Linked DNA regions of Gossypium hirsutum: region 2 is linked to region 1. Evidence: chromatin contacts called from public Hi-C data. All regions are on one chromosome and are shown on one strand. Each heading gives the region's core, a stretch centred on a gene start, on an enhancer-like site or on the middle of the called end of the contact. The rest is flanking DNA. Distances are from core to core; before and after follow the strand shown. Region 1 holds the start of LOC107925462 (CASP-like protein 5C1). Region 2 holds the start of LOC107925442 (transcription factor TCP8).

Region 1 (3,898 bases), core at 1,034-3,533:
TAGACATAAAATTTAAAATCTAAAAAGTAAAAAGTAAAAAGATTAAAATTTTAAAATTAAAAATACAAAGACTAAATTCTAAATTTGTAAATAGTGAAAGTAGCTATACATATTTTAACCTTTATTAAGAGTATCGAAATCTCATTGACTGAAAGATTAATGAAATGAATTAATTATATGATCTGACAGAGAAAGCAGAGTTAAAAAAGTCTAAAATCACCACTAAGTGTGTGGTGTGAAAAGGATCACACATTCTTCGCCTGTCTTCCATTTCCTTAAAGGATCCTCACCCTGTGGGTCACCACATCAAATCTTCTTTTCTATTTTTCCAGATTCATGCAGCCATTATAACTTAAACTTATGCTACAGAAGCCAAATGAAACCAATAATCACAAACCACGCAAGTACCTGGTGACCCTGTTTTTGAAGAGATTATTACGTGTCAAGTAGATAAAACATGGACAACCCAGTTGCAATATGTGTTCATCCGCAGACAATAAAACATCCTCATAGCCTTAAATTCACCAATGTTGGGTCTACCCGCCATCCCCCCACGACAAATCGTTGGGTGAGACCAGACAAAACAGTCAACCCTCAAAATTAAACCTTTCTAACACTTCACTTGCCCAGAACTTAACGCAAACTCTGAAAGTGGAAACAAATCACCCACCACCACCACCCTCTACGAAACACCTCCATCGCCGATCATGGGGTTCACCTCCTGGGCCCCATCTCCATCTCCATATCTGACCCCCTCCCCTTCTCCCTTGTCATCATCATCACCGCCATCGTCGTCGTCATCATCATCTTCGTTGTCGCCGCCTTCAAAGCTTCCAGTTGACTTCAGCCCACCGTTGATCGCAATGGTGGTAGTAGTTGCTGCAGCATTTTTAGTCGTTACCTATTCGCGTCTCATCTCAAAACGGCTCGTCCCTCTAATTCTCCGTCTACTGAGCTTCTTCCGCCGCCGCCGCCGCCGTCGTCGCTTCCTTCCATCCACCACGACCGACCTTGACTCTCTTCCACCTTCTGATCCCTTCGATCTCCCTCTTTCCCCTTACGGTCTTGATGACTCTGCCATCAAAACCCTGCCGCTTTCCCTCTATACTTCAAAAAATAGACCCAACAACAGCCCCAAAGACTGTGCCGTATGTCTATTGGAGTTCGAAGACAATGAATACGTTCGAACACTCCCAGTTTGCTCGCATGCCTTCCACGTGGATTGCATTGACGTTTGGTTGAAATCACACGCTAATTGCCCACTGTGTAGAGCTGGAATTTTCGCTGCAGAATCTCCTTTTACTCCGTTAATGGCAGCCAGAATCCGTCCGAGCCTCGACGACCCCGTTTTTGAGAACAACACATTGGAGTCCCTAACCGAAACTCCTCTGCAATCTTTTCCAAATAACACTATAACGGAAATAACCGAAGAACCGTCACCCAGAAGAAGGAACGGGAATAGCAATTGCGAGGAGAGGTTTAATTTTGTTCTAAAAAGGTCATATTCATTTGGGTTCGAGAGGAGTTTAGCCGCAGAGAGGATGATAACCGAGCCGAACACAGCGTCGCCTTGGAGGTACAGGAGAGGAGGGAATGGATTTTGGAGCAGAAGGACGTCTCCGTTTGGGTCGTTAATGATGAAACCCAGGGTTTTCTCGTTTAGGTACTACAGAGGGATCAAAGCTTCGCCATTTTTTCGTCGGAGAGGGTTTTTTCCATTGTCGGAATCAAGTGTTAGATTTACCGCCGGCGGCGGAGGCTCGTCGAGAAGAAGTAAGTCGATGGCGAGTCCGATGTTTTTAAGATCAGCAGCTTCAAGTGTGGCGGCTTTCTCGTCGAGTCGGCTCAGATGCGGGGATCCAGAGGCGCTGCTATCACCGGAGAGGTTTAACAGAAGATAAAAAAAAAAGAAGTTAATTGTTCCAAGAAAAACCCAGAGGACACGTGGAAGGCCGGATAGAGAAGAGGAGAGAAGGGTAGAGAAGGGACGGTTGGAGATTGGTGTTGGGGGGAGGGGTCGAATTAATGGGGAAGAAAGAGTTAATGGAGGAGAAGGGGGGGGTTGTGGCAAAGCAAGTGAGCGTCGAAAAAGGGGCGGGGGGGCATTAATGAAAGGTGGGGAGTGACAATTAATGAGAAAATTGACTAGAGATAGATATGACACGTCACGGTTTTTGAGCTTTTCTTACGCTTGACTTGAGCCTGCCAGCCTAATAACATTGAAGAAGAAGAACAGGGGGAGGAAGAAAATAAGAAAAAAGAAAAAGGAAAAGGAAGAAGCGTCATTAAATGCAGGGCAGGCAGAGACGTTGGGGAGTTTGGTGTTAAACTGAACTGAAGGTTGTTTATATTTGTATTTGGGTTGGGTTCCAAACTAACATTTTGGTTGATTGAGTTTGGGTTGGATTTGGTACTTACCACCCACATCATCTGCTTTGTTTTGGCATGTGGGCATGGACCGCTACCATCTGCTCTTATTATTTATAGTTGACTAAGCAAACGCCATGCCATGAACTGAAAGAAGCACAACGGGCAGTGTGAGTGAGATCTATATAATATTCCTTTCTGTTGCTCATTTTATGCAGTACTAGTCTCTAAATGAGGCGTCAAGACTTCATTTTGTTTCTTCGGTTCGGTTCTCTCTTTCTCTCCTGTGAATTCAATGGAGAATTAGAGACATTAATTTTGGATATCATAGCTACACATTCCCCTTCCCCTTTTACTGTGCCATTGTTGCATTTCAACTAACAATAAATATATATATATATATATAATACATACCATGCTTTATTGTTATTTACATAGTTTTTTGAAGGTCTAAATTACCCTTCTCTTATTCACATCAATAAAATTTGAGAAAATAAAAAGATACAGTGACAGATGAGCTACTCAGAAACAAATCATATGCAGTTGATATGATCAGCTGTACCCTGTAATGCTTTCATCCTCGTTTATCTAGTTATAAGCTATTTGTTAGTATTTGGGTATATTACATCAACATCCTTCAACTTTTTTCTTGTTCACACTCCACTGCAATAGCTTATCAATACCCTACAAACCACTCCTAATGGATCTAACACTATTACCACCAAGAGCTGAACATTATCAACAAATTACTTTTTAAGGTCGTTTGATATATACTATTAGATGCCGCAATTCATCATCTTCAATGCATTGGTTGAAGATATTAGGGTTCCTCAATGATTGAAAATTTTTTAGTGTAATTAATGGTAAAATTAAAGGGGTTTTTGTGTGATTTACCCATTAGGAGTTGACTATTGAAAGTGATAGCACCTAGATCAGAAGACAGATGCCGGCAAGAGATAACGCTAATAAATGAATTTTGGATGCTTCCTGCTTTAAATTCCTGCATTTATCCACTCACTTATTCAGAAATTTTTAATGAGTGAGAACTGAGAAGAATTGAGTATCTTAAAGAAAAAAAAAAGGGGGGGGGGAGGGCCTTAGTGGTATGCCATATGTAAAAAATAATAATATGCTATCTATCTGCCTGTTAATGTACAATGTAAAAAAAATTATAAGCTATGTTATTGGAATTTGGGTAAATGCTGGTACTTGGAATAGTACAAGGGTTTAAAAGATATGAACTGATCCACTCATGTAATCAACCAAGGGATGTTTGCCATCAACAACATAAGAGAAGGGGATGTTGAAGGCCAACCTTAACCCTGATTTTTCCTTAATGGGGGCGGCAAATGACATCATCTTTCCCACTAATAAGGAAATCTATAAAGCTATGACATGTGGAAAGTCCACAGCTCTACCTTTTAAAAGCATCGGCTTGTCCAAGTTCCTTCACTCCTATGCACATTAGTTTCATGAGAAAATTTCACATTTTCTAATGATATCCTAATGTTATTGGCCTCGATAAAGTGGT
Region 2 (3,898 bases), core at 944-3,443, 220 kb before region 1:
CACTTTTGAAAGCCTTAATAGGGGATCCATCGCCGCCACCACTACCACTTTCACCTTGTTGCTGATCATCATCCTTAAACAAATCCTCCCTAAAACGTTTCCTCATATAATTCTCACTTAAATTCCCACCATCTCCACCTCCACCTCCGGGTAAAGCTTCAGCTATTTGATCTGCGGTTAAAAGATGCTGCTGCTGAAACCCCAACAAAGCGCTATGAGCAAACCCTTCTTCATAAGGGTGATGGTGATGATGATGGGAAGCCAAAGCTAAAGCACCATGGAACGCGTGTGGAGCAGATTTTGAAGGCGGAGCAGAAAGCGTGGATCCACTACTTCTTAAAGAAATATTAAGAGTTGAAAAATTGGCTGGTATAGTACCAGTCCCAGTGGCTGCTATTATTGCTGGTTCAGCTTGTTGTAAAAGCCATTCAATCGTTTCCCCGTCAGATTTATGACCTAATTCTCTAGTCAATTGGAAAACCCTAGCCGCACAAGTAGCTGGCATTCTGATACGGCGGCCTCGACCATCGACTTTGGTGTGTCGGTCCTTGGTGGAGCGTTTCACTGGCGGGTTAGCTGTAGTCGTCGTCGTCGTCGTCGATGCTGGTGTCGTCGTAGATGAAAGTGGCAAGTCCGTTTGATTCTTGGAATCGATGTTATGAGAAGTAGATCTGGTAGCAATAGCGAGAGAGGCGTCAACGAGTTGAGGTGGGTTCGTTGCAGTCGTAGAAGCTGAAGAAGAGGAGGAGGAGGAAGAAGATGAAGACGGGAGAGGCGGCGTTGTGGTGGTGGTAGTTGTGGAAGAAGCAGGATGAAGAAGAAGATGAAAAGGGTGGTGGGGATGGAGGTGAGAAATGGAGCCCATATTAAAAGGGTTACCCGAAGAAGGACCTGAAGATCTGGTGCCATCAAAAGGGACCACAAGCTGGGGAGAAGCCGACTGTTTTTGGTGTTGCAGATGGTGCTGCTGGAGAGACTGATGGTGGGGTTCTGCAGAATTGTTGTTGTTATTGTTGCTGCTGCTGCTGCTGTTGTTGTTTTTGGTTTGATTATTGCTTTGCAAATCTGTAAGTTCCATTTGGTGGGGTTTCCAGGTTTTTGAAAGGGGTGATTTTTATTTTTATACTAACCCCCCAAGCTTTCAAACTTGATCCATCATCAACCCCATCTTTTTCTCTTCTTCTTCTTCTCTCCAACTCATCTCTTATATTTTCTCGAGAAAAAAAAAAGTTAAACAACCTCTTTTTTTTTCTCTTCTCAGTTCTTTGCAGAGTGTGGAACTATGTAGGACTATGAGTTTGTGGGGTTCAATTGCTTTCTGATTGACTGCTGTGTTTGGGCGAGTTAAGAGCTAGGTAGCTAGGCAGGCTGGGCTAAGGCTAGTGACTGGCTAACCTAACCCAGGTGGGGGACCTAAGTTCTATGTGGGAACATGGAGTGAAAGGGGGGGGGGAGGGGCCAAAATATGTAGCCATATAACAGAAGTCCACTCGTGGGGTCTCGTAAAGGAGTGTTATAAATCTGCCTTTTTATTCTTTACCAACAAAAAATACTTACACACACACACACCCCCCCAAGCTATCTTCTCCCTTCTTCACTTAAACTCCCATTCTACCCTTGTGTTGTTTGAACAAAACAGTCCACAAAGTGGACAACATTGTCTTTTTCTGTTTCAATCAGTTGTTTCAGACAGAAATTGATGTCCCCAGATCATTGTCTGAATATACTTGTAAAAACTTTTAACCCTAATCTCTCTCTTCTCTTTATATGTACTTAACCGTCGACAAACAAAATATCTGTAATTTTCACCACCTACTGCTGATGATGTGCAGTAAAAAGGTTGAGGACAAGAATAGCCCTTCGCCTGTCTGGCTTTGGTTTTTGAAATCCTGACGTTAAATTTTTACTGATTTCCAATTAAGGTTTACAAATTACAGGAGCTGGGATTAGTTGTTATGGAAAGGACAAAAGTTGAAAAGAGAAAAAAAAAAAAAAAACTAGTCTTAAATTAAATTCATTGTGATGTGTAAATATATATATAATCGTGTAATTGAATGCAGTTGGTCCACGCCAGGGCATGCAGTCAGCGCAGGTAAACATCAGATAAAGCATCTAATGCAGTCGGACAGCTCATCCCAACCCAACCCCACATTCCTTTTTTTTTTAATTATATAAATAATATCTTTTCTTTTGGGATTTGGATTGCTGTCAATATGGGCACCCCTTCTTTTAATAAGGTGGCCACTTATTTTTTTTTTGGTTTAAAATGACCAAATTGCCTTTTACATTCTAGAAAGATGCCAAGTGCCTCCCAACATAAATAAGTAACCACTACTGCTTTTATTTTACACACATGGGAATACATATAAGGCTTATTAAATGGATAATCACACACACAGACAGACACTAAATGGGAAATAAATAGAGATAATCATATATACATATTTCAACATGTGCAAATGGTAATGGCTTATAACCCTTAGGGAGGTCTTTTCAATTCATCCACAACATTGCAGCACATTTGGCTTTTATATTTGCTGTTGTAGCATGCGGGAATAAAATCCATGAAAAAGGCTGCAATATGAAATACATTTATATATGTCTGTCACTGCTCATTCATTTCTGATATGTTAGTAAAAAAATGGATGCATGTTATTGGACACTAATGTGGTTGTGCATGAATCATGGTGCTAACTGGTTTTCACTCCCTAAAATTAAAACCTTTACTTCCATTATTTTTAAGGTGTCTTCTTTCACTATGCCTACTTGGAAGAATTTATTAGCATCATGTTTTGTCTTTGCTAAACTACAGTCTGTCTACTCATATCATTAGCCAAATTTCTAAAAACCATCTTAGAGCTGTAACTGTTCAATTTTTTTATGTTATAAACAGGTCGTTGTTCACATTTTAGGATGATAGATGAAATAATATTTTAAGACTCTTTTAAAAAAATTTATAAAATGAAATACAATAAAAGTTGGGGCTTAAGAGATGAAACATTTATAGTGAAAAATTAATGAAACATTTATGGTGAAAAATTGAAAGCCTAAGTATTTAATTAATTTATTTTAATTTGAACTCTTTTTTTTTCACTTTAAAAGTTGATTTCTTTTTTATTTTTGGGTCTCTTTCATCCCTAAATCTTAAGCGGCTATACTCTCAAACAACCCCAGAACCGGACTTGATTAAAAGCCATTCGAATAAAATTTTACTGTTAGTATAATATATAGGATTAATATTTAATACACTTACTTATATATTGTTAAGAAAATTGACGAAAAGAGTAGTAAGGATTTGAGAGTTTACATAAAATTGTTAATTTAAATTTTATTTATTTATTTTTAAAATTAATAATTTAATTTAATTCCAACAGATTATAATTTTATTACTTGACCCCAAATCATATAAAAACTCTTATTATAAATTATAATCTCCTAACATTAACCAGCCAGCAAATACCCACATGGACCCACTTTTCTGTACAAAAAAATTATATCTAATCTAACTCATAATTAATTCCACTAATAACCATACAATGATACAAATCCATCCCACATCTTCATCCCTATCCATCTTTTTTTTTTATTTTTTTATTTTTTTGAAATAATCTTCACCAATATTTTAAAATATTAAACACCCATACATTTTGCTTTTTTTCTCTTGCTAATTCAATTCAAATGATTCTCTTTTTTGAGAAAAAAAAAATGGACTCACAAAACTTCAAATGTTTTTGGATGTTGACTCTGATAAAATGTTAGTAAAACTTACCATTTTCATAGATTATGGTTCAATAGTAAATATGTTAAGTAGGTACAGTATTTGTGGATTATATGAAAATGTCAAATGTAAACAAGGATGGATATTTTGCATTGAAGTTATTGTAGTGGCTGGCAGGTA

The links. A called contact is a pair of places that touch in the nucleus more often than the background predicts.
Region 2: a Hi-C map of leaf shows a contact between it and region 1, with 2.0 times the contacts expected there. The contact joins the promoter of LOC107925442 here to the promoter of LOC107925462 in region 1. A contact is called at or near these places in 6 of 34 Hi-C or Micro-C datasets (callus and leaf).

What each region holds. Positions count from the first base shown.
Region 1 is chrA01:110,627,146-110,631,043 of Gossypium_hirsutum_v2.1, reverse strand. LOC107925462 (CASP-like protein 5C1) reads left to right here and starts at 2,283. Exons shown (of 4, transcript XM_016856159.2): 1 at 2,283-2,537. It overlaps LOC107925461 (RING-H2 finger protein ATL65), which reads left to right and starts at 20. Exons shown (of 1, transcript XM_016856158.2): 1 at 20-2,715. The coding sequence starts at 708. The coding sequence ends at 1,901.
Region 2 is chrA01:110,843,461-110,847,358 of Gossypium_hirsutum_v2.1, reverse strand. LOC107925442 (transcription factor TCP8) reads right to left here and starts at 2,193. Exons shown (of 2, transcript XM_041113300.1): 1 at 1-2,193. The coding sequence starts at 1,078.